Regions from separate parts of the Mus musculus genome. Here all the other regions are linked to region 4. The links are chromatin contacts, called in public ChIA-PET, HiChIP or PLAC-seq and promoter capture Hi-C maps. All regions are on one chromosome and are shown on one strand. Each heading gives the region's core, a stretch centred on a gene start, on an enhancer-like site or on the middle of the called end of the contact. The rest is flanking DNA. Distances are from core to core; before and after follow the strand shown. Region 1 holds the start of Tgoln1 (trans-golgi network protein). Region 2 has its middle 9.2 kb from the start of Gm30331. Region 3 holds the start of Capg (capping protein (actin filament), gelsolin-like). Region 4 holds the start of Kdm3a (lysine (K)-specific demethylase 3A). Region 5 holds the start of Elmod3 (ELMO/CED-12 domain containing 3). Region 6 holds the start of Vamp5 (vesicle-associated membrane protein 5). Region 7 holds the start of Particl (promoter of Mat2a antisense radiation induced circulating long non-coding RNA).

The links. ChIA-PET counts read pairs in DNA pulled down with a chosen protein or histone mark. HiChIP or PLAC-seq counts read pairs in DNA pulled down with a chosen protein or histone mark. Capture Hi-C pulls out chosen DNA fragments and counts their contacts.
Region 1: a promoter capture Hi-C map of liver shows a contact between it and region 4, with 5 times the contacts expected there. The contact joins the promoter of Tgoln1 here to the promoter of Kdm3a in region 4. A contact is called at or near these places in 3 of 484 Hi-C or Micro-C datasets (CD4 T cells, muscle stem cells and neutrophils), 3 of 115 datasets of contacts at active chromatin or transcription factors (astrocytes, bone marrow-derived macrophages and pancreatic cancer cells) and 1 of 9 other capture datasets (liver).
Region 2: a FOXA1 HiChIP or PLAC-seq map of pancreatic cancer cells shows a contact between it and region 4. The contact joins the enhancer-like site here to the promoter of Kdm3a in region 4. A contact is called at or near these places in 2 of 39 promoter capture datasets (maxillary cranial neural crest and pre-B cells), 1 of 484 Hi-C or Micro-C datasets (the Ba/F3 cell line) and 2 of 115 datasets of contacts at active chromatin or transcription factors (extraembryonic endoderm stem cells and pancreatic cancer cells).
Region 3: a contact with region 4 is called in an HNF4G HiChIP or PLAC-seq map of pancreatic cancer cells. The contact joins the promoter of Capg here to the promoter of Kdm3a in region 4. A contact is called at or near these places in 1 of 39 promoter capture datasets (neutrophils) and 2 of 115 datasets of contacts at active chromatin or transcription factors (memory CD8 T cells and pancreatic cancer cells).
Region 5: a promoter capture Hi-C map of liver shows a contact between it and region 4, with 4 times the contacts expected there. The contact joins the promoter of Elmod3 here to the promoter of Kdm3a in region 4. A contact is called at or near these places in 1 of 39 promoter capture datasets (neutrophils), 3 of 484 Hi-C or Micro-C datasets (CD4 T cells, muscle stem cells and uterus), 1 of 115 datasets of contacts at active chromatin or transcription factors (astrocytes) and 1 of 9 other capture datasets (liver).
Region 6: an H3K27ac HiChIP or PLAC-seq map of microglia shows a contact between it and region 4, with 5 times the contacts expected there. The contact joins the promoter of Vamp5 here to the promoter of Kdm3a in region 4. A contact is called at or near these places in 3 of 115 datasets of contacts at active chromatin or transcription factors (astrocytes, microglia and thymic regulatory T cells).
Region 7: an RNA polymerase II ChIA-PET map of memory CD8 T cells shows a contact between it and region 4, with 54 read pairs. The contact joins the promoter of Particl here to the promoter of Kdm3a in region 4. A contact is called at or near these places in 1 of 484 Hi-C or Micro-C datasets (cardiomyocytes), 2 of 115 datasets of contacts at active chromatin or transcription factors (astrocytes and memory CD8 T cells) and 1 of 9 other capture datasets (liver).

Annotation. Positions count from the first base shown.
Region 1 is chr6:72,614,586-72,618,424 of GRCm38.p6, forward strand. Tgoln1 (trans-golgi network protein) reads right to left here and starts at 2,415. Exons shown (of 4, transcript NM_009443.3): 1 at 2,092-2,415; 2 at 939-1,864. The coding sequence starts at 2,137.
Region 2 is chr6:70,821,920-70,825,974 of GRCm38.p6, forward strand. No RefSeq gene overlaps it. Among named protein-coding and RNA genes, the nearest start is that of Gm30331, 9.2 kb to the left of the region's middle. Within about 2 kb of position 2,717, at least 344 of the 459 cell types and tissues checked have an H3K27ac peak or open chromatin away from gene starts, as enhancers often do. A contact at or near this core is called in the Ba/F3 cell line, extraembryonic endoderm stem cells and pancreatic cancer cells, where this site is marked.
Region 3 is chr6:72,547,329-72,551,091 of GRCm38.p6, forward strand. It overlaps Capg (capping protein (actin filament), gelsolin-like), which reads left to right and starts at 1,945. Exons shown (of 10, transcript NM_001042534.3): 1 at 1,945-2,173.
Region 4 is chr6:71,631,430-71,635,431 of GRCm38.p6, forward strand. It overlaps Kdm3a (lysine (K)-specific demethylase 3A), which reads right to left and starts at 1,488. Exons shown (of 27, transcript NM_001038695.3): 1 at 1,409-1,488; 2 at 1,068-1,150; 3 at 627-842. The coding sequence starts at 812.
Region 5 is chr6:72,596,622-72,600,353 of GRCm38.p6, forward strand. Elmod3 (ELMO/CED-12 domain containing 3) reads right to left here and starts at 1,792. Exons shown (of 12, transcript NM_001253692.1): 1 at 1,701-1,792. It overlaps Retsat (retinol saturase (all trans retinol 13,14 reductase)), which reads left to right and starts at 1,981. Exons shown (of 11, transcript NM_026159.5): 1 at 1,981-2,175. The coding sequence starts at 2,007.
Region 6 is chr6:72,378,935-72,382,667 of GRCm38.p6, forward strand. Vamp5 (vesicle-associated membrane protein 5) reads right to left here and starts at 1,534. Exons shown (of 3, transcript NM_016872.4): 1 at 1,447-1,534. The coding sequence starts at 1,449. It overlaps Gm52494 (a long non-coding RNA gene), which reads left to right and starts at 348. Exons shown (of 3, transcript XR_003956310.1): 1 at 348-839; 2 at 963-1,170.
Region 7 is chr6:72,437,051-72,440,694 of GRCm38.p6, forward strand. It overlaps Particl (promoter of Mat2a antisense radiation induced circulating long non-coding RNA), which reads left to right and starts at 1,633. Exons shown (of 1, transcript NR_046011.1): 1 at 1,633-3,565. Mat2a (methionine adenosyltransferase II, alpha) reads right to left here and starts at 2,506. Exons shown (of 9, transcript NM_145569.5): 1 at 2,296-2,506; 2 at 321-398; 3 at 1-67. The coding sequence starts at 2,386.

The sequences.
Region 1 (3,839 bases), core at 1,165-3,664, 980 kb after region 4:
TGAGTTCGAGGCCAGCCTGGTCTACAGAGTGAGTTCCAGGGCAGCCAGGGCTATACAGAAAAACCCTGTCTTGAAAAAAAAAAAAAAAAAGGACCACGAGATGGAGGCTGAGGCCCGTGGAAATCTTTATGGCTTAACTGTGGGGCTAGAGTTAAAGGTCTACCAGTTCTTTTGCCAGAGTTCTAGGTTTAAGCAGGGTGGGGATAATTACTGATTGTTTCCTATCCACAAACACTTGCTTTGTGCCCACACATTGTTTCAACAACTTTTCTCTAATTTACTGCTCTCAACATGGACATTTAGATGTAAATGAAGAATGTACACTCTCCATTCTTTATGCCCAAAGGCTATCACAAATTGAACTCTTCAATAAGTCAAGTTACTGAAATTGTCTTCTAAATCTCATGGCTCAGTAGGAAATACAATAATTTTGTCATATAGAGTTGTTTCTAAAGTTGTTTCATGGGTAACACTTTAACCCCAAAGATGTGTACATTTGTGCAATTTCAACTCTTGTTGGTTGGCTTTCTACTTTTGGTGTTAGTAACTATGTAACTGAAAACATTCTTCCTGCCTCCAGATGGAAGATGGTTGGTATAGAAGCTAGAAATGGTAAACTATCTTAAGCCTGGAAAAGGGGGAAGAGGTCTACATATCAAGAGGCTGGGAATGATCTGAGTTCCAAGTTAGGGGAGGGGAATTACAGTTAGGTCAGGTCATGACTCACGTCCAACTTGGCACTTTACAGCAGAACTGAGAGGAAACAAGTCACATGATGAAAACACCTGATTTACAAAACTTAGTTTTATAAGCCCCAGCAGGGTCTATGGAAAAAACAAGATGATCTTAAAATTCTCAAAGCTCACAGGCAGATGAGTGACAGATAGCTGTCCATGAACAAAGAACTTAGGGTCCTGGAAATCCCAGTCCCCTCTTACCTTTCGTTTGTTGTGGTAAGCAATATAGAGGACAGCAACAAGAACAGCAGCGGTCACTAGATATGCAAAGAAGTGGCTGCTCTCTGCACTGGTGTTTCCAGAACTGTCCTTATAAAGATCATCCTTCTCATTCTTCATAGAGTCTGTAAGTGTCCCCTCTTGGTTCTCACTGGAGGAAGGGCCCGGCACCTTTTCATTCTCTTCTTCAAGTGGTGAGCCTTCTTCCGGCTCTGTGTCACCCTCTTCAATCTCCTTGGTTTCCACGTCTTCAGTAGGCTCTGAAGACTTATCTCCTTTCTCTGGCTTTAAAGAGAAGTCAGAGTCCCCTGCCAGTGTTTCCCCAGATTCAGTTTTGGAAGTAAGTGTTGGTTTTTGTCCTTTTTCAGTTGGCTGGACTTTGTCAGTCTTCGAAGTCTCCGTATCTGGGGAGATTTTGGAGGTGGGCTTGTCCAAATCAACTTTCGTGGACTTGCCAGAATCATCTTCTGTGGCCTTATTCGAACCAGCTTCTGTGGGCTTGCCAGAATCACCTCCTGTGGGCTTGCCAGAATTACCTCCTGTGGGCTTGCCTGAATCTTCTGTGGAGCTCTGATCAGACTTTTCCAGTTTGGGGTTGACTGGTGAGAGGGGCCGCGCAGTTTCGTTCAACTCGGCATCCGTTTTCTCGGGCTGCCTTCTGGAATCACCCAAACTGTGATCGGTCGCGGCGGTCCGCGGCCCAGATTCCGCCTTACTGGAAACTGCTGCCAAAGTCGTCTTGTCCTGGTCTTTTTTATCTGACTTCTGCCCCTGACCGTCGGTCGGCCTTGTAGTCTTTACCTGGTTAGAAGAAGGCAGGGGAGTGGAGGACTGTTTGGAAGGCTGATTCGGAGGATTCTGAGAGTCACCTGAGTCGGCGTCTCTCTTATAAACGGACGGCAGAGCTCCTGAAACAAACAGAAAAAACAAAAAACAAAAAACAGTAAGTCCTCGGAAGAAGAGAAGCGGGCTTGACTTCTGAGAGCCTAGCGGGGATGGCCGAATGGGAAAGCGGAGATGGCTAGAGCAGGGTCGGGCCAGACAAGAAAGACGCCGGCTCCCGTAGCGACCCACCAAGGTGAGGAATGGGGAACCTAAAGGGGAGAGTGAGCTGGGCTGGGGTGGGGGTCCTTACTCGCCACCGCGACACTCAGCAGGAGCAACGCAACCTGGAACCGCATCCTGCAGTCTGCGCTTCCGCCCTCTGATGACGTGAGAGCGGCGCACGAGATTTTCCCGAGCGTGGCCCCTCCCTTTCCGGCGGACTGTTTCTCTTCCGGCGCAGCCCCGCCTTAGGGGTGGGGCTACCGGGCGACAGCAGCCGTTGTCTGTGTGTTCCGGTAGAGTGCCGGAAGTCAAGTCCAGCTCTTTATTCCCCCCCAAGTCCCTTCTGTTTCTCAGCAGTCTGCGGGGCTCGGCGATCTCGTTCTTGTTCACTTGGCCTCGTTTTTCGGAAGCTGTTGCGACCGGCAGGTGCTGCGTCGCCTTCGCTGCTTATGATGTAGGGTCGTGGGGCCGGGCGCCTCTTTGTCGCATCCTCTGCTCGTGTTTCCAACCTCTCCGTTGCCGATGCTGCTTTCTCACTTCACAAACAAATGTACTCTCTTCAGCACTTGCCCATCTAGAAGCAAACACATTTCATCCTGATCCTAATCCCTTTCTTGGCTGTATCCAGGGCCCTCTGAATTTACCAAGGTTTTTGATTTCTTGTTTGTTCTTCTGAATTTCTATGTGTTTGAAACCATATTGCTATGTGGGCACCTGCTGCCTCCTGAGTGTTTGGGATTACAGGTGCCTCACCACGCCCCTGTTGGGCTATTTATTTATTTAAGAAATAAAATATCAAAGATTTACTATTTTTATTTGTGTATGTGTGTCTGCCACCTGTGTGTAGGTGCTCTTGGAGGCTAGATGAGGGCATCAGATGCCCTAGAGCTAGAGCTTCAAGCGTTTCAAACTCTGTGGGTGTTGGAAACTGAACTCTGTTCCTGTGGGAGAGCAACAAGCCCTGAGCCATCTCTCCAATCCAGGAAGTAAGGTACTTTGTTACTCAAACAGGAAGACCTTGAGTTTCTGATCTTCCTACTGGACTACTGGCTTGTGTCTCCAATTTATGTGGTACTAGCAATCAAATCGTGGTTCTATGCACACTAGACAAACACTCTTGTCTCATTCACCACATATATATTCTTTTTCTTTCCAAGACAGGGTTCTTCTGTTTAACAGAACTCGCTCTGTAGACCAGGCTAGCCTTGCAATCACAGAGATCCACCTACCTCTGCCTCTTGAGTGCTGGGGTTAAAGACATGCACCACCACACCACACAAGCAACACATTCTTTTTTTTTTTTTTAAGGTTTATTTTATTTATTATATGTGAGTACACTGTAGCTGTCACCAGACACTGGAAGAGGGAATCAGGTCTTGTTACAGATGATTGTGAGCCACCATATGGTTGCTGGGATTTGAGCTCAGTACCTCTGGAAGAGCAGTCAGTGGTGCTCTTAACTGCTGAGTTATCACTCCAGCCCAAGCAACACATTCTTATAATGCAAACAACAAAATAGAATTTTAAAAGAAATATACTTAAAAAAACTTTTTTTAGAGAGCCAGGTGATGGTGGGACACAACATTAGTCCCAGCACACAGGAGGCAGAGGCAGGCAAATCTCTGAATCAGGCCAGCCTGATCTACAGAGTGAGTTCCAGGATAGCCAGGGTTACACAGAGAAACTCTGTCTTGAAAAACAACAGCAACAGACATCTTTAGTGTCTAGGGAGATGGTTCAGTGCTTAAGAACACTGACTACTCTTCCGGAGGACCCACATTCCATTCCTGGAGCCCACAAGCCACCCGACAACGGTCTATAATTCCAGTTTCAGGA
Region 2 (4,055 bases), core at 1,467-3,966, 810 kb before region 4:
AGGCTTCTCCATCAGTCTTGTGCAAAATGGCCACGCTGACAGTGAGTTCATGTGTCTAACAGCTATGTTATGGAACTTTTGAAAATACTTTTTAGTACTACTTGGACATGCTATTTAGATTTGCCTGCTGTTCAACCTATTGTCTGACACACTGCGGCACACTCAGAGCTGCCTATATTGTTGAAGAACAGGAGTTATTTCATTGTGAGGTTGGCCAGAGATCTAGAATCAAGTTCTCAACACTCCGTTGGTGAAGCAAACTAATGTTTTTCTTGTGACTTCTCAGAGACTTGAAAAACAAATGTGTTTTGTGGATTACCAGGAAGGCTCCAAGACTTGTAATAACTTAACTATTTAAATTTAACTAATATGTAGACAAATAAAGACACAGGAGGCAGGAATTGAGATTAAACCTGCTAGCTCAGAGAGGTAACTTTAGTCTCTTAACTATATACAAAATACTATTTTCAGACCTGATTCAACAACTAAACTGCTAGCTCTTTAGAAATCTCTTTCTATAGGCTCCTCGAAACCCAAGAGAGCTCTTTTGCTCTCCTTCCTGATGACTGTTTTCGTTTGCATCCTGCCAGCTGCTTCTCCGTGGTTCCTGCACGCCCAAAGTGAAAATCTCTCTCTCACCCAGAGCTCCTTCCATGAAGCTCTTCCAAGCCAAAAGAGTGCTGAAAGAGACCTTTACAGTGGGGTAGCTCGAGGCCATCTAACTGACTTTGCCTTTCATCATAGAGCAAAGACCACATGACCTCCATCTAGCAACAAGCCTTAAAATAGACAGGAATTTTCCATTCTTTAGAATTCTTATCTATGTAGGCTTTTAGAGGCACACCCAAACTGCACAATTTAGGACATACCTAACTGCACCTGATAAATGCAATGTGTTTCTAGGCTTTCATGTTTTGCTAACAATTTGGTTTTCTATGTATAATAACCAAATATCCTGTAACATCAACCAGAATAGACAGGGTCTCTCAAGCTTATTTGTCCATGGGAGGTGTATAAGTTTTGTGGACTTACATTTCATGTAACACATGAACTGATGGCAAAGCAATGGTCTTTCAAATATAGTTTTCCTGGGCTGGCAAGATGGCTCAGTAGGTGAGGGTGCTTGCCACTGAGTCTTGTGGTCTGAGTTTGATCCCTGAGACCCACCTGGTGGAAAGAGGGCTGACTCCTATAAGTTGTCCTCTGATTTCCATATGCATGCTATGGCATGCACAGCCACAAACACAGGCGCACACACACACGTACACACAAATTAATTAATGTTTTTAAACAGTCATTTTTCTATTATCCTCCAGGTTTAATCCTTTCTGCTTTCTTTGCTTAGAGAACAAGACTTTAGTCTGAGAGTCCCCGCTGTGACCCTTCCCTCTCTCCAGCTGGATCTCCCACAGTCTCCGTTTGGTTGCAGCAAATTTGCTGGGTCTGGGGCCCAGGTCAGTCTTTCACTAACAGAAAGCGTTAGTGGCTTTGCTGTGGCACTAAACACTTTCTGTCCAGACATCCTGTTTTGGTGTGTATGACAAAGTGCTGTCAGAATGCTAAAAAAGAGGTTTGCTGGTGAGATGGCTCAGCGGTTAAGAGCACTGACTGTTCTTCTGAAGGTCCTGAGTTCAAATCCCAGCAACCACCTGGTGGCTCAAAACCACCCTTAATAAGATCTGACTCCCTCTTCTGGAGTGTCTGAGGACAGCTACAGTGTACTTACATATAATAATAAACAAATAAATCTCTAAAAGAAAATGCTAAAATGAAATAATTAGACCTGTTCAGTTCACTGAGAGTCTGACAGTGGTAAAAGCTTATCCTACACTAAGACATCTAAAGGACTTTTCCTGAAGTTTCTTTCTGGTTTTGGTTAATTATATGCCAAATTTGGTTAATTATATGTTATACAGAAAAGCAGTTATAGAGTTCTCCTTCAGCCACCAAAGAAAAATTATAAACAAACGGCAACAACCTCAAAAAGAGGCTAAAGCTGTAGCTCAGTTGACAGAGTGCTTGCCTAACAGGCCTGAAACCTTGGGTTCAATTCCCAGCACCCCGTTAACCAGGCATGGCGGCACACACCTGTAATTCTAGCACTGGAGAGGTGGAGATGGGAAAGGACCAAAGCAGAAAAATGGGAGTCCCACACCCTCAACACACACTGAGAAACAGCCAAAAGCTTGCGTAGAATGAAGTGGGCAGGGTTGGTGGGGAGCTTTATTAGCTGTGAATACCAGCAGTCGCTCCTCCACTGGCCTCGTCCCAGAGAGATTTTTCTCTCCCACCAAGGAACCCTCACCTGCCTTTGACATCTTCCTTTGACATCTGCCTGCCTGGCCGAGCAGCTCCCGTGGTACCAGGAAAGCATTCCCTGTTGTCAGGAATGTGGGAGGCCAGTGTTGTGTATGAAAATACCCGTCTTTTCAGGTCTAAAGGTAGAGTTTTCCTACTAAACAGCGGTTCCCAACCTCCAAACTAGCGGAAGAGAGGTGAGGATCAAGGAAGTGGCCAGGGGGAGGGGGCATATACCACCTTCAGCCTCTGGGATCTCACTGTCCCAGCTCTGCTAGTCCCCCTTTGGATAAACTAGAAAATAATGCAGAGTTCTCTAGCCCCACCCAGGAACAACAGCCACAGCCCCGCCTCAGGCATTCCAGAAAAACACAACTCAGGCTAGGTCAGATGAATAGGACAGAAGCGGAGCTTCAGGGTCAGGTGACTGTCACCGTGCGGAGAACGCAGCTCCTCAGCCAATCAGAATGGATGAGCAGCGCACAGTTCCTGCTTCTGAGCCAGCAGAAAGTCGCCTTTGCAGCGGCAACGGGAACCCAGGAGCTGCAGACTGATAACCACAGCAAGGTGTGGGGATATGTGAACAAGATCAGTGCAAAGTACGGCCTGTGTTTCTCTACACAGGACAGAGGTTGTCTGCGTCAGTTCAGTTTTCTCTCTGATCGTGGTTGTCGCCGAGGTGCTGAGTGTGGGGACTGACCATACTGTTTTTTCCTGGAGACTCTATACTCAGTGTTAGAGAAGGGTGGAGGCCCCGGATCCTCATTTCAGAACAAGTCCAGGCAAATACCGTTCATGTTAGTCATGCATTTATTTAACTGTCATTTACAGCATCGAATGTTTAATAAGTGTATACTAAGTGACAGGTGGTAGCTGAGGACCTGGAGCCCCCATGTCATCTACCTGTTCATCTTCCTGAAACAGGATGTGGGCTATGCCACAAGACAACTCTGACGCAAAGAGAGGTTTGATCCCTCGTACCACATAAACCAGGTGTGATGGTGCAGGCTGTAATCCCAGCTCTCAGGAGGTGGAAGCATAAAGATCAGAAGTTCAAGGAAACCAACAGCTATAGTCAGCCTGGGTATGTGTGTGTGTGTGTGTGTGTGTGTGTGTGTGTGTGTGTGTGTGTGTGTGTGTGTAGATTGTCATTTTCTTTTAAAAGAAACACCATATAATATATACCATATATATCATTATATATATATATATATATATATTGAGCCCAGGTTCCCTGGAAGAGCAGCCAGTGCTCTTAACCACTGAGCCATTTCTTCAGCCCTGGTATTTGACATAGTCATCCTCCCACTGTTTCTCTATAGGAAGATACCCCTCTTCTACCTTCTGTATGTGGTCATGAGAGGACTGTGACCAAGCCCTGCCCCCTTCAAAATATACCCATAACCCAAAAGCTAGGTCCATTCCTCTCTCTGGGGAATTTCTGTTCACGGGTGTGACATTAGTGCCTGTTCAGTTCCCCAAAGGCTATTATGCTGGTAGGAAAGCATGCAAGCGGGTGAGATCACAATGTCAGATGAGAGCCAGAAGGCCAGACGGTACTCAGGGGTTCAGGCTGAGACTTCTGTAACAATTCACTCTTGTGGGAGATAATTCTCTTATTCTTGTCTGAGGGTGGTGCCCATGATGACTCGGGGCTGGAGAGCTGGAGCAGCGGAGCCCTGGCTGCTCTTCGAGAGAGAAGACCTGGGTTTGATTCCCAGCACCCACATGAAGGCTCACAACTATTTACAACTCCA
Region 3 (3,763 bases), core at 695-3,194, 920 kb after region 4:
CCTTAGAGTTGGAGTTGCAGGCCATTGTGAGGTGCCAGATGTGGCTTCTGGGCACCAGACTCCAGTCTTCTGGAAGAGCAGCAGTTGTTCTTGACCTCTGAGCTGTATCTACCATTTCAGGGGACATCTTTCAGGAACCATTTTGTCCTTTTATTATAGGTTCTGAGGATCGAACTGTGGCCATCATTGCAGAGCAAGCATTTTTACTCACTGAACCGTCCCAGTGACTGCATTTAATGTTGAGAAAACAGTTAATTCTCTCTCTCATGGTATTTTAGCACACAGAACACATTTATCTAGAAGGCATGGGGGTGTACACTGTAATCCCAGTCCTCAGATGGAGGCAGGAGGATCACACATTTGAGGCTAGCTTGAGTTATGTCTTCAGGCTCAGTCTCAAATGAGCAAGCAAATACCAACTCCCCATATCCACTCTGTGCTCTGTTTTCTCCAGGCTTTCCCCTAGCAGCCTCCGAGATAGGTTAGGCTGGTCTGATGGTTGGATAATTAGCAAGCTTGCTTCGGTGCTACCTGGGCCAGGGCCATGACTCTGAACACTAAACTCTATGGCTTAGTGGACTTATGGATCTGACTGTTGACTAACATTCTTCCAGGATGGGCCTGTCAGGGTCCCTGGACATTGAGTCACCCAACTGTAGCTGCTCCTTAGGTGCAAATATTCCTGAACCTCTCAACCTGTGAGTCATGAATCATTTGGCAAAGTTTTATCTCTAAAGTATTTACATTACGAGTTATAACAGTAGCAAATGACAGTTATGAAGTAGAAGGAAGATAATGTTATGGTTGGGGGGGTCACCACAACATGAGGAACTGTATTGCGGGGTCACACATTAGGGAGGTTGAGAACTGCTGACCTAGGGATTAGGAGGGAATAAGAGCCTCCTTGACTGAGCGTCCTGTTTTCTATGTGACTTCGGGCTGTGCCCCAGGGTAAGGCTTTCCTGGGGCCAGCAAGTTAGATCAGACTGATTCTATATTATGGTCCTGTGACTGTGCGAAGGGAGCGGCTGTTGCTTTGGGTTGAGCTTGAAACCATATGCCCTCTGTCCTGGAACTCAAGAGATCCACCTGCCTCTGCCTCCCGAGTGCTGGGATTAAAGGCAAGAGCCACCATGCCTAGCTAAGGGGCATAGAGAGACTTCATGTTTCAAGACACCTTGTGTGGTGCCTCATTACATGTAAATCACTAGTGTTCAGGAAGCAGAGGCAGGATTCTCATAGCATTGAAGCCAATCTGGGCTACAGATTTAGTTTCATAGCAGCCTGGGTGCCAAAGTGAGACGCTGTCTCAGTAAAACAACCAAACAACAGTTGGTCACGATGGTGCACTTTTGTGATCCCAGCATCCGGGAATCAGAAGGGTCAAGTGTTCAAGACCAGTTTGAGCTGCCTTTAGAGGCTAGCCTGACTACATGAGAGCTTGTCTCGAAAACAAAACACCAAAATGAACACACATACACACACACACACACACACACACAGAGAGAGAATGTGTCAGGGCCTCAAACACTCTCTTGGAACTTTGCTTCAAAAACAGACTGGTTTACAGAGAGATTTCCAGGACAGCCAAGGCTACACAGAGAAACCCCGTCTTGAAAAACCAAAAGGAGAAAGAGGAGAAGGAAGGAGGAAGGAGAGGAAGAGGGAGGAGGGGAAGGGGAATGGAGGAGGAGGAAGAGGAGGAGGGAGAAGGAGTAGGTCATCATCACATGTACTCAGGGCAATGAGACAACTAGTCAGGGGGAGGAGGAAAAAGTAGTGTAGGGCCAGTGACCCAACCCAGGAAAAGTGACTAACCAGCCACAGCAGGGCCTGAGCAGACTCAGGCCTCTGCCGGGGCTAGTGAGTGGAATGGGACTTTCCTTGCTGGTCTGACTCTTTAAATTGTTCAGAATCTGCCTTGCCCGAGGCCGCTGTGATGAGACCTAGTCAGGCTTTAACCTCCCAGTGACCATGTCTGAGAAATAGCAGCCTTCCATCCGCATGGCCCAGCCTTGGAGCTGGCTTTCCTGAGCCCTTAGACTTCTGAGTACTGAGCCTCCCCATGGGTGGGGCAGGTGGGTGGGGCAGCCCAGTGGCGAAGAGGGAAGTTAGAAGCTAGCTATCGAGGGGCAAGCTGAGACGAGTTTGAGAAGAAAAGGCCCGTGGAGAGGTAAAACTGGGAAGGGCTCTGTAGAGAAGGGACTAGGACTCTCATGAGTGGGTAGGTGAGGGCTGGCTGCTAGGGTCCGGGAACAGGTGGGAACGGTGTCCCCAGGCGTAAGTCAGCTCAGGTCATTAGCTGTAGTTTTGCAGCTGCAGAGTCTTGAGTGGGTGTGGGTGGGATGTGTTCTAGCTGCTGGGGAGGAGCTGAAGGGTCTGGGCTCATCCTGGTCTGTAGGAGGTGGTGTCAGACCTGAGAGATCCCCAGAAGCCATCAACCTGTCGGGAGGTGAATTCAGATCTGGTGGTGTCTGTCCCCAAGATAGCACTATCCTGGGCCCAGACAACTGGAAGGAAGGGAACTGAGAAGGAACAAGGTAGGTTCAGCTACTTGAGGGACAGTCAGCCAGCCCCCAGTTAGAGGGTTGGCTGGGGACCAGTGTGGAGAGAGATGAAGGTAGAATCTGGGGGTGTGGGGAGCGGGATCTGCTTTGGCCTGTCCTGGGGGTTCAGAGCCACTGCTGTTCCCACTTCTAAGAGACATTGGCCACAGTCAGAAAGTCCTGGGCTTCTTGAATTGGCCCTCTATTTCCTCCCTAGGGCCGCTATTTCAGCTCACACTAACGGGGCGGATATGGTCTTTGAGGGGAAGTGACCTGTTGTGAGTCAGGGTCCAAGAGGGCAAAAATAGCCCCAGTTTTCCTCAGTACTGGGCCACTGATGCACATTGATAGGATCAAGCATTTTGTTGGAGGTAGGAGTGGACTCCACTTCTAAGCCCCCAGTGTGTCCTTAAAAGGTATTCTAGCCAGAGTTAGCCAGCAGGGCACACATCCTCCCCCCCACTGCTCACGACAGTCAGATGGGCCTCGTTGCCCTCTGGCTTTCTGCTTCAAGGCTGCTCCAGGCCTTGCCTGGATGTCGAGATCCTAAGCAATCCCGTTGGTTTTCATCTAGTCCAGTCATTGGATCTCAGCAAGTTAGGACAATCAGACACTTTTCCGGGCACAGTCAGGTGTGTCCAAAGGTCCATAGGCAAACTCAGCTTCCTGCTCCAAAGGTGCTTTCATGTCTCGGGGAGAAAGCCAGCCCCTAAAACTCATCACATTGTGGCACAATGGGGGAAAACGGAGTCCTCAGCAGAGGTGGCCAGCTGTGATGTAGCTCAGTGGTAGAGCATTTTCCAGCTGTGCCCTGTGGCCCTGGGTCTGGTTCCCGGCATGCTTCCCGTTCCCAGTGAAAGACACAGAGGCTGCCTGTGAGGTGGTGAGTTTCCCACCACCAGAAGCATTCAAGAGGAGGATGGCGAAGTGAGCCACAGAAGAGGGCTCGTTCGTGTGCGCTAAGGACTATCTAAGCACTAAAGCCTCTTCTAATGCCGGTCTGTGATTATGTGACGGTCTGATGGGGAGGAAGTTGGTCTGTGGTTTCTTTGGGTATGATGGCTCCCCACTTCCTGAACCTTCTAGGTAGGCCATAAGGCATGGACTACTCCTCATGCTGAGCCCCCCCCCCCCAACAGATCTTGAAGGAATGGAAGTGAATAATAGACTCTGTCATGAATGCTTGTGATAGGGTAGCAGGTGTGCCTTGCTGTTGT
Region 4 (4,002 bases), core at 238-2,737:
CTCATTAACAACCGGGGACCTACTCCTGCCTCACTAACCATACCTCAGCAAATACCCACCACCAGAACAAGCCAAACAAAACTAAATAGATAAACACAACTAAGCTCCTTCCCTTACATTCACACTTCACTTCCAAGTTGTAAAGTTTAAAAAGTTGAATGAAGAAATAAAGAGGAACACCATCATCTGAAATCATCTTTTTTGAAAGCACTTTCAAGCTAGCCTTCAATGATTCTAATTGTCATCCACTTCTTTAACCTATTACTAATAAACAATACGCCTCCCGTTGGGGGCATAATCAGACTGTCCCAGGGGACCCAGCGCCTGCATTAATGAAGCATGTCTGAACAATCCTAAACCCATTATTAATCTCAGGCCACTGGAGCTCTAGGTCAAACACACCTTGACACTACACCCCATTTCAAAGACTTTCACGGTCTAGAGTTCTGTACCTTCTGATCACCTGCCAACTTTCTAGTGGCCCATTTCAGAAAAGGGAGGGAGGGGCGCTCAACTGTCCCGTTACCAAGGTAACTGAAAACCGTCTGACTGCCCAGCCCCCAGAAGACGGTTTTGTTTGTTTGTTTAGGGATTTTGTATTTTGTTTTAGTCTTTTTGTTTTTTACCTTCAAGTCTTTCTTAGTAACGTCGGTGTGGGAAACAGCTCGAATGGTCCCCGACAGCCAGGGCCACTCGGCAACGCGCTCCAAGTCCCAGTTGTCCTGGCCGCCTTCGTTGCCTTCGGCTGCGGACAGACTGAGGAATCGCTTCCCCACCAATACTGGCCAACTTTCTCCGAGCGTGAGCACCATGGTTTCCACGCCAGCAGGAAGGGCTCCTCCCTGCAGAAGGCACAAAAACAAAATGCGATGGGGGGCGGCCGAGGTCGGAGGCGGCCCGAAGAGACGAAGCGCCGACAGGGACCGGTGGAGTGACACCCCCGCAGGTGGACTCCGCGCCCCAAGCTGCCACCCGCGCCTCCCCAACCCCCCAGCACTCCCCCCCGCAAACACCCCCCCGAGTGCCGCGTGACCCTCTCGCCCCAACAACTTTCGCTTTTTCCAAACCTTTCAAAGCTGGACACTGAGAGAGAGAAGGGAGGACTGAGCCGCGGCGCCAGTGCTTTTGCCTAAGTGTTCGTCCCCTCGCCCTGTTAAAGAAAAGGCTCCCTCTTAGTGCCTAGGGCCCGTCTCAGCGACCGATCCCCGCCCCGAGCGGCCTCGGAGCCGCCGTGGACTCGCTCGCGACTCGACACTTGCCGCGCCCCCGCCCCCCGCTTCCGGGCCGCCGACTCGGGCGCACCCCCGCCCGTCCTGAGCCTTGAACCGAGAAGACGCGGCGACCGCCCGCGCGGGTCCTTCACCCTTCTCCCTCTGTCTCCCGCAGCCGAGGCCCGCGGAGCGCTTACCCCGCCTCCCGCCTCCCTGAGTCACCCACGACGGCGGCAACAGAGCCCAGCCGCCCAGCCGACTCTAGCTCTGACTTGGTTCAAGAGCTCTCTCTCACAAGACACGCACAGCCTCCCGGACCCGCCCCCTCGGAGCCGCTGCCACCGATGATTGGTTGAGTCGCGGGGGATAGGCGGGGCAGCCTAGGAAATTCTACGTTCCTATTGGTTATGCTGAAGAGGGCGGGGTGAGGAAAAAAAACAATTCCTTGGCTGCCTCCTCCCTTCCCCCCGCTCTCAGCAACGACTCGAAGCCGATCCCCCATTAAAGCGCGCAGAACGCGGTCGGTAGATCCCTCCGCCGCAGCTCCATTCTTCCATTTGTTGCCTCGCGCTATGCAAAAAAGTCCCGCCGAATCGGTTATCGACTTTGAGGCCAGAAAGAAAATCGCACAGGCTCACAGATAAGACTGAATGGGGAGACCCAGGATCATGAGCGCCTATTGGATTGCACTTGAAGCGCGTAGGCTGTCGAGCGAAGACCGACCTTCCACCAGGCGGAAGAATCTCACGGGAAAGGGGCGGGGGCGGTGCACAGCCTGCGGGGGAGGGACAGCACTGGGACGTGCGGTTTCAGGCGTACGCAGTTAGAGGGGGAGGAGCGACTAGGCTCTGGGGGCTCCTGCGCACGCGCCAGAAGGGGCGGACTCTTGGAGCTTGGGCTGATGGGTGAAATGGCCGCTGGAGGCGCAGGCGCACGTGGTACTGATCATGACTGTCTAGGTCCGCCATTTTGAAGGATAAATGAAGAAAGGCATTGAGTTGCTGGAAAACGATGTTCATTAAATCTAGAGGCAAACCATCTATTCAAAACTATGTGGGATGTAGGTTTTTTAAAAAGAAAATGTAAAGTGGATATAAGATTTTTGAAACAACAAAGAAATTGAGAAAGTAGATGGAGTTGATGATAAAAGTGATAATGAAAGAGGTGACTTTGAAAGACAAAGGAGAGAAAAGATGGTTTTATGGTTTGGACCAGAGGATTCTTGGTTGAATCAAAAAATGAAATGAATAACTGAAGACTTCTTTATGAAGCCTGGTGCTTAATCTAACATCACACTTAATCTTTATTATAAAATGAATGGAAATTTAGTTTTAATAGTGTGAAAATGAGAATTCAGAAAAAATTCAAAATGTATAAGGGAATGCTATACAATGCAAATTAGTACCAGATGTTTATTTTGAAAAATATTTGGTTTGAATGTATGACAACAGAATGTTAAAGATTAAATAATGCTGAAGTTGAATTAAACTGAATTGGATTTATTATATTCAAACCATTAAGAGGTGGGAAATGGAATGAAGGAACCTATCCACTTCATCAAAAGGCAGAAATGGAAACAAGAAAAACAAAAGGAAGAAGAAGAAATTATGGTTAAAAATAAAATGACAGGAATAAGTCCATTTATATTTACAATAAATATAAATGGGTTAATTTTATAAATAAACATGGAGAGGTACTTAGTATTTAAAAAAATTTTTTTGGCATAAGAAAAGTACAGCATAAGAAACTTGAAACTATTAGGGTAAAATTTTTATAAGACTAATCAAAGGAAAGCTACATTGGCATCTTGTACAGTTATACATTATTTAATACGAGGGATATATTCTGATAAAAGGTTGTTAGATGATTTCATTACATTGATAACATAGTGTCCTTACAGAAATTACCAAGTCACTGAGAAAAACTTATGGGATCACCACTGTATATATCACATGTCACTTGCCATAATGTTGTTATATGGTATATGACTAAGAGTAAAAGCATAAAAAGAAGAAATATATTAATAAAGGATTGGGTCTATAAAATACATTATTGAACTATTCAAACTGAAGATATGAACTAAGTTAATAGTACTAAACAAGAAAGTTTTGACAGCTTATAATCACAGTAAATGCTATAAATCCATTTATCTCAGAAATAAGCAGTTTAAATTTTTAAAATGAGAGAATGTGGAGGACTTAGATCACATAACACATAATTTGGAAAATAACAGGCATAAATTCTACTAAAACAAAAGACATTTTTGTTTTAGGCATAAATTCTACTAAAACACACACATGACTTTTCTGTTTTATTCATGATTCCAGAACCAAGAAAAGTTGGAGAGATATCCAGTGTACTTTATGAACTTACAAAGTCCTATTACTAAATCTGAACAACAACAACAAAAAAACAACAAAAAATACTTACATAGATGGAAAGTTCTTTTATTTAGTAGAGTTACTAGAAAACAATCATGGTTTTTGCTGTTAACTATAATCATTATATAAAATAATGGATTTTATTTGAACATTTTCATATGTAATCCATTTTAATAATATTCTTTCCCATATTACCCTCTCTTGTTTTTCATTGCATTCCTGATAGCCAGAGATGCCAGAAACATTAAAAGGACATTGAATGTTCATGAGCTTAAAACTTTTATAAGCTTCCTAGAAACCAGTGTGTGAGTATGTATATGAGTATGTGCCTGTGTGTATCTTGAGAAAACTGCTAACAAATATGGACTGGAAGAAAGGATAAGATCACTTATTTTAGTAGTCACATCCAG
Region 5 (3,732 bases), core at 542-3,041, 970 kb after region 4:
TAAGACTACCTAGCAAGACTCTGTCTCAACAGAAAACAAAGCAAGGGCAGGTGAAATGGCTCAGTGGGTCGAGGTGCTTGCCAGCAAACTTGATGACCTAAGTTCAGTCCCTAGAGGGACCTAGAAGACTGGTAGAAATAAAGAAGCAATTGTCTTCTGACCTCCACACACGCACCATGGCACACACCGCTCTGCTCACCCAGATAAAAACCAAAAAAAAAAAAAAAAAAAAACACACACACACACAAGGGGCTGGGAAGATGACTCAGTGGGCAGGAGGGCTTGCTTCAGGGTAAAAACCTGAGTTTGGCTCCCTAGCACTCTGGTCGATGGAATTAAAAGGATTGCTGGTTGCTGGGCCTAGTTCCACATTCAGTCAGAGAAGCAATTCTACCAACTTCAAAGGTAGAAGGCACAGAGTGACAGAACAGGCAATTTACAGTCCCCCTGATCTTTCTGTTCCTATATGGGCATGCATGCTCACACCCACACACCAGAGAGTCAGTGTGGAAAGGCTGGGACTGTAACCTAGTGGCAGCAAAGGAGGCTCAACCCCTGATATCGAGGGGGAAAATGAGAGTGGATGGTTCTCACACAACTGACAGTCATACTTCACAGACTCAGAGGACTAAGTCAGTGGGGAGGCCCTCCACGGAGCCAGTCCTCCACTAGGGGACTATGATTTACATTCCCCAAGGACTGACTGCCAGTAACAAACAGCTTTTGGGCTCGACGCCTGGCTGCCTGTGATCTAGAGAGGATGGTGGTAACGTCCTCCCTGAAACACCCCAGGAACTAGCTCCCCCCCCCCCTCCCCAGAACCTCAGCATCTACCTCTCTTTTCCTTTCCTTCCATCTCGGCCTAAATGACAGCATAAGATACACACACATCAGATAACCTGGCAGGGTCACAGGTAGGACTGACAAAGTCTCGGGAAGGCTCTCCTGTTACTGTGGGGAAAACGAACCAAGTAGCATAGAAGCATGACCTGCTTTACATACCGGACTGGAGCACCGCTGGGGCCTAAAACAAGGACAAAACACTCAAAGTTACGAAGTCATTCCTCCTGATAGTGGGTACCTGAGGAAATGGGCCTCCTATACAAACAAATCCCTCTTAAGTCAAGTACGTATTTCAGACCTACTTTCCTCAAAGGGCAACATTAAGATGGTAGGATATCTAGACTGTCTGCTGGAGCTTAAACTCTCTGAAAAGCTGATTTAGAAGCTGGTGCGTCCTTAAATGCAAATAAACACACAGGATGATCCTTGACTTAGTCTTTCTTGAGGCTTGTCCTAGGTGGCTTGCACTTTGAGAGCCTGATAGAGTAGTTACGATTAGGGGAATCCACCTAGGGATAACGTCGGTGTGAGGCTGCCAGTCCTGGGCTGACACAGGTTTAGGAGAGCTCCTGTGCAGGTCTCAACAAGGTCTCAACTCAGATACCCAGACAGAGGCTGTGTGGGCACAGAAACTTTGTCACTGCTTGGAAGAGGAGAGGGGAGGAAAGCAATGAACTGCCTCCGAGGTTCCAGCGAATCCAACACGGAAAAGGCACCAGAACCCAGGTCTTCTCTGCCTCCCAGACAGGATCTCTCTCAGACCTGCAACTTTCATCCTTGTTGTGGTCCCGCGGTGACCATTTCCACCAGACATCGTCCTCCTCACCCTCACCTCCCTCACCAGACCCCTTGCTCACCGGACGCGTCCCCAGCGTTCCGGTAAGGGGGGGATCCCACATCCCCCTTTTCGCGCAGCCGTGCAGTGTCGCCTGTCTCGCGCTAGAACTACATTTCCCATTAGGCAATTGAACTCCTGCTCTGCAAAGATCATACGGAGGTCCATAATGGACAATCTTCATCAGTTTTGAGCAGGCGTGAGTCAAAATGCTTCGGCTCCTCCAAGTCTGGTATTACTCCAAGGACGAACTAGAGGGGCGGGGCCTCAGCTATAAAAGCCGAGCTCAGCGGGGAAAGGACGCGGTCTTCCGAGCCCTGGCAGCAACATGTGGATCACTGCTCTGCTGCTGGCCGTGCTGCTGCTGGTGATCCTCCACAGGGTCTACGTGGGCCTTTACGCTGCAAGTTCCCCGAACCCCTTCGCCGAGGATGTCAAGCGACCGCCTGAACCCCTGGTGACCGACAAGGAGGCTAGGAAGAAAGTTCTCAAACAAGGTCAACTGATGGGTTTCAGGCCTGCTCTCGGGCCTTCTGCTCATGTCTCCCCATTAGTAAAGTGCTGGGAAAACTTCTCTTGCACACAGAGGTTCCATAATTTAGTGTTCTTTGCTTCTGAAAGGGTGCAGGCATTACCCTTGGCACGCCAAATTCCAGCCCCGCCAGTTGGAATCTTTTCAGCTCACGGCTTACACAGAATAAGAGACCTTTCCCCTACTTGGGTCTGGAGCCAACTTTTCCCTATACTTCTGTGCATGCTCGGGGGCACAGGGAAGCAGCACTGAAAGTTTTCCTAACAAGCGGGTTGCAGGCAAAATGTAGTCCAGTTCATAGAACTGAAGCTTGATAATAACTTCGGAATTTCAGTACTGGCTAGGGATAAGAACTCCACTCTCCAGTGAACCATCTCTAAAGCACGTGTAGAGTGCTCCCAAGGTTTGTGTTTTTGAGACTGGTCTCACTTTTGTACTGGAGTTGGCTTTGAACTCTCTTCGCAGCCCAGGCTCAAACCCGGAGCAGCCCTCTTCTTCTGTCCCCAGCATGATGAGATAGATTACAAGCATGCACCAGCATGTCTGCCTTTCAACGTTTTACGGAAGTGTTGGAGCTGGGCATAGTGGTGCAACAATTTAATTCCAGTTTGGACTACACAATGAGACCCTGTCTAAATGCACACATCAAACCCCAAAACAACCAAAACCCCCAAATGCAAAACTTTCAAAAAACAAACAAGGATCACCTCTTTGACCTCCAGGAGCCTCTGACTTGTAAATTTTAGCCAAGCCTAGGCTAGCCTTAACTGCACTATTTTTTGGGGACTGACTTTGAACTCCTGATCCTTGTGCCTCTACTTCCTAAGAGGCACCACACCCAGTTATTTTATTATTGTTATTGTTTGTGGATTGGGGGAGAGGCAGGTCTCATACTTGTAGCCCAGGCTAGCTTATAACTTGCTATACAGGACAAGTGTGTCTCAAATTCACAGTGATTCTCCAACCACCATCAGCAAGAGATTACAAATGGTGGGATTACAGATGTGAGCCACCATGGCTTGGATGGAGATTTTTTTTTTATTTTATTTTTTTTAGTTTTTAGTTGTTTGAGACAGTGTTTCTCTCTATAGTTCTAGATGTCCTGGAACTTGCTATTGCTATATAGACCAGGCTGGCCTTGAACTCACTGAGATCCTCCCACCTCAGCCTCCTGAGTGCTGAGACTAAAGCTGTGAACACTTGGCCTTGGGCAATGATGTTTAATGAGCAGATTTACTGGACATAGTGGCACATTCCTGTGATCCCAGCGCTGGGGAGGAAAAGACAGGTGGATCTCTACATAGGGAGTTCCAGCCCAGTTAGGGCTACATGTGTAGTGAAACCGTGTGTCTTAAAAAACACGAATCAATAAAATCAAAGAAAGTAAGTAAATAAAGGAGGAAAGGAAGTAAAAGACTGGGAGAAAACAACAAATCCCAGGTCTTGTGTTGACCGTGCATTCCAGTTTGGTTCTGTGAGGTTCCCGGCACACCAACCTTCCTCCTTTTCTGAGGCTGGTGCT
Region 6 (3,733 bases), core at 284-2,783, 750 kb after region 4:
GGTTGAACCAGAGATCCCGTCTCCAAAAATAAAGTGGAAAGCTGTTTAATAAGACACCTGACATCAGCCTCTGACTTCCACATGTATCTAAACAGGCATGTGCCCAGACACGTGAACAAGCGTGCATACCACACATGCAAAAAAATATTGCTCATTTCCATCTCTCATTTTCATCTCCTCCATCACTGTTTTGTGCTATTCCAATGGCAAAAAAGAATTTTTTTCTTAAATCATTTTGACTGAATGAGTCCCAGTGAAGAAAAGGGAAAGGAAAGGGAAATCAGTTGGGGGTGGGGGTATATATGGTAGTCAGAGGGATGGGATGCAGGAGGAAAGAGCTGGAGACAGAAAGGGGGACAAGGGAAGAAGAGATAGATGATGGAGCTGGAGACAGGCTGAAGGGATAAAATTAATGCATCCCCCAGACTCTGAACCCCCAAGGTTCTCCTGAACAGCCAGATAACCTAACCTGGCGCAGCCTTCTTTTCAGAACTTCTCCTCAAGAGCTGAGAGCCAGTTGAAAGACCATCTCTGCCCTGTACTCTCGGAAGTGGGCTCTCAGCTCCAGCCCATTCTCAGAGCCTCCCTCGGTTTCCTGGTGTGGCCTCAAAGCTTAGGGCTACCTTCCTGCCACACTTCCCTTTCCTGCCTCCAGTTCCCTAGAGATGAGGCCATCCAGGCATTGCCACCCCTAGCCAGGCCACATCCATCCCATCTTAGAGTACTAAACTTGCTTCCAGTCTGGCCACCTTCCCAGGAGCCCTGGAAGGTGGGATCCAGGCATCAGTGGTCCCTGACACTTTTGTCTTGGAAATGGCAAGTCTGCAGCAGGAGTGAATGTAGGTGACTCAACTCATGATTATGTTACTAGGTAGAGGTTAGGAAAGAGTCAGCAGGCTGGGTCACAGGGATAACTTCATGGAACTTTTATAGTAAACAACTTATTTTCTCTTTTCCCCCAGGGAAGTGTTTATCTGTCAGCACGTCAGCACGGGGCCTCTACCAGGCATCTGCTCAGGTTTCCAACCCTTGGGCCAGCTCTGGCTCCTCTTAGCCTGGGGAAGAGCTGGAGAGGTCATCGCATTACCTACCACTTCTCAGCAAAGGGTTCTGAGTGCCTGGCAGCAGCGACCATAAACATCTTCTTTAACCTCTCAAGGACCCACCAAGGTAAGTATTGCTGCCCCTACTTCACTGCGCGGAAAAGGAGGCTCGTGGAGGTTAAGTAACTTGCCCGGTATTGCCGGGAGCTGATAACTGCTCCAGGAGCGTGGGAAGCTGTAGCACCGCTCACTCTGCCCCGACGGGGCGCACTCCGAAGTCTCCCTCCCCGGTTGCCTGCAAAGTTGGGGACTAGTCCGTGCGACCAGCGTGACCTATGCCCCTGGGGTTCAGAATCCTGCTTTTTGCCCCTGCACAATCGCCCTCTGCCCCTGCCCGTCTCACCATTGCCTCCGCAGCCGCCGCCGCTGCCTGCTCGCCGGCTCCGATTCCTCTGCCCCGAGCGGCCTCAGTGCCCGCGGCCCGGGAGGAAGCCGTGGGGCGGGGCGGGCCCGCAGCCCAAGAGGGAGGGGGGCGCGCCTTCTCAGAGGTGCCCGTCCCGGGCAAACCGAAAGCGGTGACAGGACCCGTGGGGCGCCTCCTACCGGGCCACAGGCGTCCGATTTCCGATGACACCCCAGCCTGGTGAATTGGGGACCGATGTCTCTTGGATCTGGGGCTGCATCAGGAGTTAGCCCAGGAGGCGTCATTCCGTCATGCAAAAAGCATCTGTGGGAGCTATGTGCTGGAGCTGACATGAACAAGCCAGAAGTATTTGCCACCTTGGTGAGTGCGTCTCACCCGAAATTAAAAACACACCAACCACTCCAAAGTTCTGATTATTTACAGACGGAACAGGCAGTATTCTGAATACATTGTATGTCACCGAGTTATACCCTTAAAAATGGTAAGCTAGGGCTGGTGAGATGGCTCAGTGGGTAAGAGCACCCGACTGCTCTTCCGAAGGTCCGGAGTTCAAATCCCAGCAACCACATGGTGGCTCACAACCATCTGTAACAAGATCTGACGCCCTCTTCTGGAGTGTCTGAAGACAGCTACAGTGTACTTACATATAATAAATAAATAAATCTTTTTAAAAAATGGACTCGCGTTGTGGAAAGAACCAACTCCTGCAAGTTGGCCTCTGATCTCCATACATTGGGGGAGGAAGATTTTTAAAATGCTAAAGTGTTGCAGACATTTCTGTGAGCTAAAAGTCTCAATGGTGTGTGGATGGATCTCAAGTTTTGAACCAACAAGAGGCAGAAGAGGCAAAGGAGAAGATGGGAGCCAGCTTCCAAAGTGGTACTCAAGCAGAGACCATCTCTTTTGGATAAGAATAAAATACAAACTACACAGACTGTCTTGAAGAGTTTCACAGCATGAGTTTAGGACAGAGTTGCAAGCTGCTGCAAGGAAAACAAACAGGTGTTGCCCAGCCTGAGAACACACACTTTCTCTTAGATTCCTGGTGTGGGCCTTGCGGGATGGTCCTCTAACAGGTGAGGAAGATGGAGTTCTTGACGAAGAGAGATGCCGAGGAAACTGCGGCTTTTCTTGCAGAACTGGGAACTGAGAAGTCCTTTCCTTAATCTCATTGGCCCGTCCCAGCCTCAGGCCAACTTCAAGGTTAAAATGAGGTTGTTTGTAAAGAACTGTGCAAAAGGTGCAGAAAGCCTGAAGACTTGTAAAGGATACGCTGTGCTCTGAATTCCACAAAAAGCTCACGGAGGAATATATTAAGTGGTGCTGTTTTATGTGCTTAATCGAAGGCTAAAATGTGAGACCGCAGAGACGGCTCAGCAGTTAAGAGTCCTGGCTGCCCCTCCAGAGGACTGAGGTTTAATTGTCAGCACCTACATGCCAGCTCACTACATGCCAGCTCACTACATGCCAGCTCACTACATGCCAGCTCACTGCGGTCTGTTAACTCCAGCTCCGGGGGATCCGATGCCCTGTTCTGGCCTCCAAGGACACGTGTCACACATGGTCACAGTCACACATGCAGAGGAAGCATCTTTACACATAAAATAAAAATAATTTAAAGAACAAAGAGTTTTTAAAAAGACTTTAGTTTTAAGGCAAAAACTCAATTGTAAATGGATGCTGGGGATGGGCTTGCCTGTTTTGCCCCAAGCCCTGGGTTTGATGTCCCGCATCATACAAACCAGACTTGGTGGTAGATGGCAGCATCGGCGAGCCAGCAGCAGAAGGGTCAAGGTTCACAGCCATGGCCTGCTGTCTAATGAATGTGAGCAGTTACTACATGAGAGCCTGCCCGAAGACAAAATAAAACAAAACCAAACAGAAAACTGAGCTGGCTCTGTAGCTATGGTTGTGATCCTAACACTTAAGAGGATGAGGCAGGAGGATTGACTGAGTTTGAGACCAGCCTGGGTCATATATAGTAAATTCCAGGACAGCTTAACCTAGGCTTCAAGGCTACAAAGTAAGACTTTGTCTATTAAAAGAAAGAAAGAAAGAAAGAAAGAAAGAAAGAAAGAAAGAAAGAAAGAAAGAAAGAAAGGAAGAAAGGAAGAAAGAGAAAAGAGAAGAAAACAACAGAAAAGAAAAGAAAGGAAAAGAAAAGAGGAGAAAAGAAGAGAAAAAAGAAGGCCATGTGAATTTGACTCCAATGTAAAATGAAAGCAGCCTCTTACAGGAAGTGCTGACTCTGGCTTTTCTCTGTTCT
Region 7 (3,644 bases), core at 383-2,882, 810 kb after region 4:
TAATCAATGGCAGCTCTGGATGTAATTTCCCCAGCAAGAAGAATCATTCCAGTTTTAGCAACAGTTTCTAATAAAACAAAGTTTTATACTTAAAATATTAAGGGGGGGGTTTTTGCTGAGGAACTCAATCATGTTATATAAGCTGTATCACTGGGCTTGGCTTCATGTTCTGTTTTTCAGATAAGGTCTTAGTAAATTACTCACATAGGCATTTAACTTGCTACCAGCCTCAACCTCCCAAGTAGCTGGTATTACCTATACCACAAAACTTTGCTTCAAACGCCTTTTTTGCCATTCATAAACAAGTGCTCTGTACCTACCACAAGCCACTTTAGCATCAGGGTCTTGTTGAAGGTGTGCATCAAGGACAGCATCACTGATTTGGTCACAAATCTTATCTGGAAAATAAAAGTTCCTGGTTCAACTTAACTATTACTACTAACCCTATCTCATCATGTAACTAGCAGTTTATGTGCAACCCAAGAAGCAAATATAGCTATGAATTTGTAGGTGACAGAAGCTTGATGTAAAGTTATAGTAGTATTTGCAAGGTGAGAGGGAGAATCTCCAGTCTTTTGTTTTTGAAGACATGTTTCTCTGTGCAGCTCTGGCGGTCCTAGAACTTGCTCTGTAAACCAGGCTGGCCTTGAACTCAAGAGATCCACCTGCCTCTGCCCTTCAGATTAATCAAAGTCAAAATGATTTATTTTGATATCTCAAAGCCTACCATAGGAAATAACCTCACAGTGTATTTTAGAGACAACTGTTCTTTTTATCCCCCACATTTAAAATGTTACAAACCTACTAAAGAGCCAACTGTCAGGTCATTAACTTCTTAAAACAGTCCATTTCCCCTATTATTAGACAATAGGGAAATGAGATTTTTTTTTTAACCATGAAAATAAATTTAACAGAAGAAACACCAGCAAACAAAAAATGCAGTAATTTTTTTTTTTTTGAGACAGGGTTATAGCCCTGGCTGTCCTGGAACTCAGAAAAATCCACCTGCCTCTGCCTTCGGCTCCAGGAAACTTTCAAGTGTGCTCTAAGCCATATCCAATTTCTCCTTGATTCATCAATTTAGAAAATGGCAGTATCCTGGTCTGGAATGTTTGTGGTATTGAGACAGGGTCTTACACGTGGCCCAGGCTGACAAACTAAACTGCTTCCATACTTTAAACGCTGGGATTGTAGTAGTTAGTGTACCACTGTGCTTGGCTCTATGTTCCTTGATTTTTGTTACTACCCCAAAATGTGTATTGCAGCCACAGAACCTTAAGATGGAATCTAATGGCTGTACTAAGGAGTGATTCAATAGATATGGAGATACTCCTTTCCTTGAGGGGAGTGTGGGAGGAGCCACAGCAACACTTGTCTTTCAACCATCACTCATCAAGATGCTCCTCACAAGCCATGTAATAATATTGCTGTGGACCCCCTGCGAACGGAAACAGCTCAAACTGAATATTAGTATTTACTAAATGGTTATGTTCCATCTGAAACCCAAAGTCCATATAATAGATTCATTATAACCGATCTCATCATGGCGGTTCAGTGGACAAAGCCTTAAGGAAACATGAAATAAATCCTCCTTTAGTTGTAGGAAAAAGACCAAAGGGAAGACTTTAAAACGAAACCTAACGCGATGGGAGTATACACTTAATTCATGCACTTCATCCTTTTCAAGCACACTCTAAATAAGGGATGCCTTCTCTAATTCGCGCTATATTTAGTCAGTGGCAGTCTGTCACCTTGAAGGCTAAAGGGCATGTCTACCCATGCTCTTAAGCGTTTTCCAGGGGCCGGAAGTCAGGGATATTAGAGATGGGACCTTCGGAGACACCAGCCCCCACTTCCAAACTAGGGGTCGGGTGGGTAGAGGCCGCCAGCTCCGCTTCGCCCCAATTCCACATGCGGCGAACACGTGGTAGCCGCTGCAATGCGGGGCGCGCGCTCCCGGCGGCCGGACGCGAGCACGCGGGGCGGGGTCGCCCACTTGAGGTTTTTCCAGGCGACGGGACTAAAGAGGAGGAAGCAGTGCCCTCCCCGCGCCGATCTCAAAACTGCCTCGAGCCCCCGCCCTTCTCGATTTCTGGAACCTTCCGCATGCCGGGGCGCGCCGCCGGATGAGGAGCGGAGAAAGGGGGAGGGGAGCGGGGCCGCACATTGCAAACTCGCGGCGCCACGAGGGAAGCGCGCGGCCGCTGCCATGCCCACCGCCGCCGGAGACGGCCTCGACCACCCCCAGCGCCACTGCCCTCCGCCCTTCCCTCCTCCGAGTCCCCGTCGGCTCACCTGGGTGACCTTCCCCTACAGACTCGGAAGTGAAGAGGAACGTCCCCTCCTCAATGAACGCCTCGTGGAAGCCGTTGAGCTGCCCGTTCATGGCGGCGGCGGTGAGAGAGGGCGACTCTGAGGAGACTGAGAGGCGGCGAGGCGGAGGGCTGCGGAAGACACAGAGGGAGGATCGCTTCAGCTCTCGGCAGGCTGGAGACTCGGAGCGAACGGAGCGGCGGGCGAAGCGGCCCAGTATTTATAGAGCAGGGGGTCGCGCGCGCCCGGCTCGGGCTCCGCCCCTCGGCGTCGCGCGCCAATGCGCCGCGGGCGGGCGGATGGGGGTTGGCAGGGAGGTCCGCCGAGCCGAGCTCCGGCTGAACCATTCTACCGATGGGGGGGGCGAGCAGAGCTAACCGGGCCTCCTGCCAGTAGTTAGTCATCTTGATGGCGTGGGTTAAATGGAGATGTAAGTGAGTAGACTTGGGGTTTACGCCCATCCCCACGTTGATTGCTGGAGAAGAGAGGATTTGGATTTGAAGGACGGCCTCCCCTGTACGAGGGTATGGTACATCCCTCCGACCGTTGCCCACGGAGGTCTGCCGGCGCGCGCGCCTCCCAGCGGCGGCCGTGGCGGTGGCGGCCGTTTTGTGCTGTGGCTCTCGCCGAGGGTCTTTCCTGCCACCACCACCCTCCATTCGCCACCTCGTGCACCAGCGCCGGGTGGCCCTCTGCCATGTGAAGGTGGCCATGTTGACTGGCCAGCGGAGGCTAATAGGCACTGCCCTTATCCATCCTACACGGTTCCCTCCGGGGAACGAGAGATTGTGAGGGGTTCTAGCCCTACCGTTAGTCATGCCTCGAGTAACTGCTCTGGGGAAAATGGCTGTAAAGCCAACTAGCAGGAATGCTGTATTGTTTTTCCGAACAATTGCCACTTGCCGGCGGCCTCCCCTCCCCCCTCGCCGAGCCTCGTGGACCCCCGTAGTCTGAGACGGTACTAGATTCTTTTCTATCCTAAATCTGACTTTGCATGGCTTGGTTTTCCATGCTTCCTAGGAAGAAATGGACGTTCCAATCTGTTCGAGAGAATATGAATGCTTCTTTCGTGTGTGTAGGGGAGGGCGCTATTCAAGCCTTCAAATGTGCTTCAGATGAGCTTGTCAAGGTCAAATGGCCTCGATTTTATGACACTTTCTCTTTTAAACTTTTGCAGTTGTCTCAGTTTTGCTCATGAAATGAATTAACAGACGGGGAAAAAAAGGGAAATAAAACTCCATACAGACAAAGAGTGGAGTCTGGAGCTAATTGCATGCAGAGACCCTCTATGAGGCCAGTGTCACACAACTGTTGGGTCCAGTCTTAGGGCA